Linked DNA regions of Ovis aries: region 2 is linked to region 1. The links are chromatin contacts, called in public Hi-C maps. All regions are on one chromosome and are shown on one strand. Each heading gives the region's core, a stretch centred on a gene start, on an enhancer-like site or on the middle of the called end of the contact. The rest is flanking DNA. Distances are from core to core; before and after follow the strand shown.

Region 1 (3,864 bases), core at 1,140-3,639:
TATGCCAAAGCCTTTGACTATGTGGATCACACACACACACAAAAAAAGTGTAAAATTCTTCAAGAGATGGGAATACCAGATCATTTTATCTGCCTCCTGAGAAATCTGTATGCAGGTCAAGAAGCAACAGTTAGAACCAGACATGAACAATGGACTGTTTCCTAATTGGGTAAGGAGTATGTCAAAACTGTATATCGTCACCCTGCTTATTTAACTTCTATGCAGAGTACATCATGTGAAATGCCGAGCTGGATGAAGTGCAAGCTGGAATCAAGATTGCTGGGAAAAATATCAATAGCCTCAGATATGCAGATGACACCATCTTTATGGCAGAAAGCGAGGAGGAACTGAAGAACCCCTTGGTGAAAGTGAAAGAGGAGAGTGAAAAAGCTGGCTTAAAACTCAACACTCAAAAAAGATCATGGCATCTAGTCCCATCACTTCATGGCAAACAGATGGGGAAACAATGGAAACAGTGACAGATTTTATATTTTGGGCTCCAAAATCACTGCAGATGGTGACTGCAGCCATGAAATTAAAAGATGCTTGCTCCTTAGAAGAAAAATTATGACCAACCTAGACAGCATATATTAAAAAGCAGAGACATTACTTTGCTGACAAAGGTCTATCTAGTCAAAGCTATGATTTTTCCAGTAGTCACATATGGATGCGAGAGTTGGACAATAAAGAAAGCTGAGTGCTGAAAATTTGATACTTTTGAACTGCGGTGTTGGAGAAGACTCTTTAGAATCCCTTGGAATGCAAGGAGATCCAACCAGTCAATCCTAAAGAGAATCAGTGCCAAATATTCATTGGAAGGACTGATTCATTTGGAAGGCCAAACCCCAATACTTTGGCCATGCAAAGAACTGACTTGTTGGAAAAGACCCTGATGCTGGGAAAGATTGAAGGCAGGAGGAGAAGGGGACAACAGAGGATGAGATGGTTGGATGGCATCACTGACTCAATGGACATGAGTTTGAGGAAGCTCCAGGAGTTGGTGATGGACAGGGAAGCCTGGCATGCTGCAGTCCATGGGGTCTCAGAGAGTCGGATACAACTTAGTGACTGAATGGAACTGTACTGAAAACATCAGAGACTCTATGTTGGCGTATTAGATTTAAAGATTACATCAAATGTTTAGTGCAAATGTAACTGTCAAGAAATTTCAATCATTGAAGTTTTTAGATTGGCCACAAGTCAAACATTATCATGCCTGAAAATTAAACTTGGATTTTTTTAAATTTAAAAATAATTTAACAAACCTCTCTCTCTGTATATATGGCTCCCTTACCAAGCTGATTTGGAGGGGTTTTTGTACATTTTCAAATTAGGCAATAGCGTTATTACATTAAGTTAATAATCAGAAGTTATAAGCTATCTTCAAATATAAAATTTATCATTTCAAAATTGGTCTATTCTCTGACTAACCTGAATTTAAATGAGTAATGATGTGATGATAAAATTATTATTGCCAGCACTTACTGAGCACTTTCTATGTCCCAGCTTTTTGCTAAGCACTACATATATTATTCCACTTAATTCTCAAACAACTGTGTCAGGTAGATTCTTATGATTTCTCTTTTTTTTGTAGCTGTAATTACATGGGCTCAGCAACAATTCAAAGTTTCACAATCATACCCAGCTTATAAGTCATGAAACAGCAATGAAATATATTCAAATAACCAAAATATGGGGGGAAATGGCATCATATCTCTTCAAGATATACTTTAGTAATAATGGTTTTCTATTGAGAGCAATAGAATAAATGATAAAAACAGATATCCTCTTAAAATAATTTTATTTCATGTTATAGATCCACTGGCAATCTACTAAAGAGTCATTTTAGAAAGTGACATTTTTTTTAAATGAGTCATTGTGAGTGCAGTGGCATTGAGCAATTGAAAGAGTCTTTAAAATATGTATTTCAATTATGAAATAGAGTAGGAGTTTATGTATTTGTTGTGTGACTTTATGTCCTGTGGTTGAATCAAGATTATCTGTTCCTGGGTTTTCGTGAACATGTCTGTTTTCAAATGTTAAGAAATATACAAAAAACTTTTAGCCTCTTGACAAACATCTTTTGCCCTGCAATGCGGTCACGCCAATCAGCTTGCATTTTGTGTCTTTCTTCTCACACTGTCATTGTGTTTTATGAAAATGCCCTCGGGCTCCTTACATTTCTTTAGTGAAGGGGATTTCTGGACCCTCTGTAGAATCCTTGGGGCTTTTTACAATCATCTCTTCCCAGCTGTTCCCTCTCTACCTGGCCCGGTTCCGAGAAAATGATGCAAGGCTGTGAAATGGGACTGTGCTTGGGATCCAGCTGAGGGGAAAGCCTGCCAGAAAGTTCACAGAAACTTTCACATAAACAGAGTGTGACCTGACCAGATCTGGGCTGATGGGGTTAAAGGCTGTTCTTCTGGTCAGGGTACACAAACTGCACTCAACGCGTTCTGTTCCAGGGCTGCTTCCCTGCCATTTATGCAACACGGGGAGATGCCCTTGACCGTTTCTCCCCCCTCTCTTGTGACTATGATTCAATGTCTCACTATAAATTATTTCCCCAAGTGAGGAACCTCATTGTGCTGTATTCAGAGCAGGCCCTCAGCACAAGTATGGAGTAAGCCAGATGAATCTACGGAAGCCTCCTCCCTTTCACATCTTCAATCACTTTTCTTTCTCTGTTGGATTCTGAGCACCCTGGACTCATCTAATGTCAGAGTGCCACAGCTAAGTCTACTCTCCCTGAATCTTACCACAACCAACATGGACTCAGGGGCATCACTTCCTTATTTTTCTGTCACCTCACAACCTGTAATCTTTAACTGGCTGGTAAATCTCAGTAGGAGTTCCTGTGTTAATTGGGCTGAAATTCTGGAAAGACCTCTGGAAATAATCTATTATGTCAAAAAAACAAAACCAAAGCTAACAGGAGTCAACTCACATTTGATGCTGGAGAGGACTCTGTGTTGACTATCAAGAGCTTCTCCTGTCCTTTGGCCCCCATTGCCCTCTCTGTTTTGTGGCTGTCATTACATAATTTTGCTACCCCTGAAAAAGGTAAAAAAACATTTTTTAGAAACTTCTTAATGTGTAATTCTCTTTATGTTGTTCAATCATTTTGTCCGTTGCTTGGAATTTGTGTTTGGAGGAATTCCCAGGGCTTTGTAATCCATGTCTTAGCCCTTCCAAGCCTTTACCAGTTGGTCCAACTTGTTCAGTTCAATGCCAGCTACAAGCCTTCCTCCAACTTCCTCTGAACCAAAATAAAAACCAAAGTCAGGGTATGTAAGAGTGAAAGGTCACTGAAAAATAAAAATAAGTTCTATTTCCTCAAAAATTAATGCCCCCCCAATTACTGTGTTAAATGCTGAATTAAAAATTATGGGTGTAATTAATAACATAACTGAAAACTCCAGTACTTTGGCCACCTTATGCGAAGAGTTGACTCATTGGAAAAGACTATGATGCTGGGAGGGATTGGGGGCAGGAGGAGAAGGGGACGTCAGAGGATGAGATGGCTGGATGGCATCACTGACTCGATGGCCGTGAATCTGAGTGAACTCTGGAGTTGGTGATGGACAGAGAGGCCTGGCATGCTGTGATTCATGGGGTCGCAAAGAGTCGGACACGACTGAGCGATTGAACTGAACTGAATTGAACTTACTTTAAGGGAGTATTTTGCGTTAGCCTAGAAATGATCAATTATCCCACAACACAAAATTTACCTGTCTCAGTGTCGTAAGCCTAGAGGGAAAAGTATAGCACCTGAAGTCAGAAAAAAAAAATGAGGAGGGGGGTGTCCTGTTTCCAGTTCTGCCATGTTTAGCTGTGTGGGCTTGATCACATTAGTTACCTTTC
Region 2 (3,819 bases), core at 1,060-3,559, 250 kb after region 1:
ATATTTAATGATACAGCTCCTTTTCATGTCCTTTCCATTATCTTGATAAACTTGCATTTCCTCGTTGCATTTTTTCTTCTTTAAAAAGAAAAAAAAAAAAAGAGGAGGAGGAAAAAAGCCTCAAAAGCCTAGTGTCCTAGGGTTACTTTTAAATAAGAAAGCCGCTAATTTCTGGTTACCTCTAAATAAGAGAGTAAGCTGGCTATCATAGCAGTTATGCTTTTTATAGGAGACAAACCAATCTTTCCTAGTAAGGCTTATTGCATATATAGAACAGTTAAATTTTAAACCAGCCACACACCCACACATTGTGTAAACACAAGTCATTTCTTTAAACACACACACACACAAGTGCCTTTTCTGGTAGTGGGTTATTAACACATGCTCATTTGAAGTTTACCAACACTTTTTTTCTTAATGAGGACCTCAATAATGCTAAGAATTGTGTGGAATGGAAAATATATTATGGGTATTATTAGCATAAACTTTTAAAGTGATAAATTATGAGAAAGCATAAATGAAATTCAAAACAGATGAAAACTCAGAAAGGAAAAGACATTTGGAATCATATCTGAAGATACTTCCCCAGAGCCTGAGCCAAGTTTCTGAGATCCAGATGAAATAAGTCCTCAACAACTGAAGGGCTGTCCTAATAACAGCTTGTGTGTGATAAGACCTTGAGGCACTTAAAAATCAACACTTCAGTAAAGGCTTTCCCTGCAAATGGTTTCCAAAAAAGGATACCCTATCTGGCCTTTGGTCTACTTGCCTCCACCTCAAAGTTCCCTGCTTAGAAAAGGAAAGTAGGAGAAATACCTTACAAATCTCTCTGTAAGTTGCTGAACAAAATTGTAAATCTCAATCCAGTTATTTGCCACACTCCCAGACCTGAAAAAGAAAATTGAACGAATCAGAAAAACAACACAGTTACAGGGGTGTAACCTGACCTCTTCTTCAAGCCAAGTTAACAGTATCAGCAGCTGAAAGGTAGGTGCTACAAGAACCTAGGAAGTCTACCCATCTTCAGGGATCACCTGCCTGCTAATTGTCTGGAGTAAGATCCCAGCTCTTCAAATAAACACAGCCTTCCTCAGAAGGAAATGCAAACCACAGTGAGTACGTTAACTTTAGACTGCCAAGCTACAATGAAAGTGCTGTGCTCAGGATAAAACCCGGCAAACTTTAGCCAGCGTGAGGCGTTGAGGACTGAGGGACCCAGAAGGAGTCTTATGTGGGTCCTAGGGTCGCAGAAGGTTACCCCAAGTGACAGCACTCCCATTTCCTAAGAAACCCCGCCACTGGCCAGCAGTGACTGCCCATGTCCCTAGAGAGCCTAGCAGCTCCGGGCTCCTCCTATTACCCCGCAGCCCGCACAGATCCGAAAGCGCTCGCCTTTCGGACAGAGATAGCAACAGGGCGCCCATCACCGGAGTTGCCCCTCACCCCTCCCCAGGTCGCACAGACAGCTCAGCCTCCCCCCACCACAGCTCACCACCCAGGGCCACTCTCCCCAGGAGACCCTGGATCCCTTTTCCCGCACTCACTTGTCCAAGACGAAGTAGAGATCAAAGGCTCCGTGGCAGGAGGGCTGCTCCTGGGCGCTCAGCAGCCCCCCGGGACCGCTGAGAGCAAGCAGCCACAGCCCAGGGATCAGCCAGCGCCCGGGACAGCGGGCCGGGGAGAGCCCCGCCACCATCCTGCGGCCGGGGGTCTGCGGCTCCCTCCTGCTCGCAGCCCCCCTCGGCTCGGCTCGGCTCCACTCGGCGGCGACGCTAGGGTGGTGGGAGTGACCAGGGACGCACCCTGAGGTGGGGGGGATAGCGAGTCCCTTAGGGCGCCGGCGCCTGGGTCAGCGGGACCCACTGACTGACAGAGGGAGGGAGACAGGGAAGGAGGGAGGTCCTAGCAGGACAAAGGGAGACTCCGCCGCCGCCGCAGCTGCCGCCGGAACTCTTGACGAATCCCCGTGGAAGAGCGATCCGGCCCTCCCCCTCCCGATTCCGGAGAGTTCCTGCAGATCACCGGGGCCCGCGGCGACTGCTCGCAGAAGTTCCTCCGCCGCCTCGGGTCGAGCCTCCAGCCTCCGCTACAGAGCTCGGGTCCTCCAGGAGGGCCGCCCGGGACGCGGCCGCCGCCGCGTACACTTGAAAACGGAGGACCGCTCGGTTCGGGTTCCCCGCCTCCGCCCGGCACTGCAAACTTTTCTTCCTCGTACTCGGCTCTGGCACCGCGCGGCGGCCGGGCCGTCCTCTTTAGGGGAGGAGGCCGGGCGGCTCCGGAGAAGCCACTCGCAGCCAAGGCCAGAACCGCAATCCGGCCGGGTCTCCGCGGTGGCTGTGTGCGCCCGAGGGCGGGGCCTGAGCCGAGCCACACACGCACACTTGTGGGTTCGTGCCGAGCCGAGATGACTAAGGCTTGCCAGCTTTTGGAAAGGAGAGAAGTAGTTTAGAAAAACAGATGTCCTCTAGAAACTAAACAACCCCCCTTCCTGTACCCTGCAGGCTCGGCCTGTTGCAGCAGCTGTGCAGAGCAGCCCGTGGCGGGGTTGGGAGACTGAGGTCTAGCGGTCCTGAGAAAGGGCATGACCCCCTCTCTCTGCCTCACCCCCATTATCACAAGCGCACTTGCTGCTCCGGTATCTAAAGTAGACAACTTCCTCTTTTTTTTTTTTTTCTTTTTCTTAAATGAACCTACCTCATTGTTTCATCTCATTAAGACTAGAAACTTCTCTGGGGGTGGGGGGGAGTAAGGGTGGGAAACTTCAGGAATGAACAGCTGTACCTCAAAACATTGCATCCCACTGACATTCATCTCAAGCTCCAGATATTGAGAATTTCATCTCGGAGCCAACTGGGTCACCCTTGCCAAACTTGCACAGGAGCAAAAGTTTGCAGGCATTTTGGATTCTCTGCTTACTCATTCATTCTGCACTCAACCTCTCCTCTCTGCTCCTACCGCAACCTGCCTCCCCGCCGGTGGAAACTGACTTTTAGAGCCTAACCATCTGATCGGTATGTTAGTCGCTCAGTTGTGTCCGACTCTTTTGAGACCCCATGGACTGTACTTCCTCAGGCTCCTCTGTCCATGGGATTTCCCAGGCAAGAATACTGGAGTGGGTTGCCATTTCCTCCTCCAGGGTATCTTCCCCATCCTGGATTGAACCTTCCTCTCCTGAGTTTTCAGTATGGCAGGCGGATTCTTTACGGCTGAGACACCAGGGAATCCCACTGGTATGCACACCAGTGATTGAGAGTAACATTCAGTGTCACCTCCTCTTCATTTGAATTAAGTCAAGGCTTTATGATAAAAAGTTCATATAGTACTACATTACATGTTGTCTCAGCAATTTGAATAGTTGTGGTGCATATTTAACTTTTTGTTTACACTGTCTTTGACTACAACCAGATTTGCAAGCTGTTTGAAGACAGAAATCCATCACCTTAGTATCTGCTTTAGGTAAAGAATCTGTCTGCCCATGCAAGAAACTCAGTTCAATCCCTGGGTCGGGAAGACCCATGGAGAAGGAAATAGCAACCCACTTCAGTATTCTTGCCTGGGAAATCCCATGGACAGAGAAGCCTGGCAGGCTATAAGTCCTTGGAGGTACAAAAGAGTGGGACACAACTTAGCGCCTAAAACAACAACAATATGCCTGGCACTGTTCTAGGACCTAGAGTAAAAGCTCAGAATAAGATGACAAGCCCCAGTTTCCATGAAGCTTGCAGTCTGGTTGAGGAGGAAAAGCAGGCAGAAATACATAAGTAAATGTCCATAGAGAAGGTAGCTCACAGAGATTTAAAATACGGTCATATGATAGAG

Evidence for each region. Hi-C and Micro-C count contacts between places; a contact is called where the count stands out from the background.
Region 2: a contact with region 1 is called in a Hi-C map of liver, with 2.6 times the contacts expected there. The contact joins the promoter of ANTXR2 here to the enhancer-like site in region 1. A contact is called at or near these places in 2 of 16 Hi-C or Micro-C datasets (liver and mesenteric adipose tissue).

The regions. Positions count from the first base shown.
Region 1 is chr6:95,229,727-95,233,590 of ARS-UI_Ramb_v3.0, forward strand. No RefSeq gene overlaps it. Among named protein-coding and RNA genes, the nearest start is that of ANTXR2, 250 kb to the right of the region's middle. Within about 2 kb of position 2,390, at least 10 of the 54 cell types and tissues checked have an H3K27ac peak or open chromatin away from gene starts, as enhancers often do. A contact at or near this core is called in liver, where this site is marked.
Region 2 is chr6:95,478,823-95,482,641 of ARS-UI_Ramb_v3.0, forward strand. It overlaps ANTXR2 (ANTXR cell adhesion molecule 2), which reads right to left and starts at 2,310. Exons shown (of 17, transcript XM_004009939.6): 1 at 1,545-2,310; 2 at 817-888. The coding sequence starts at 1,696.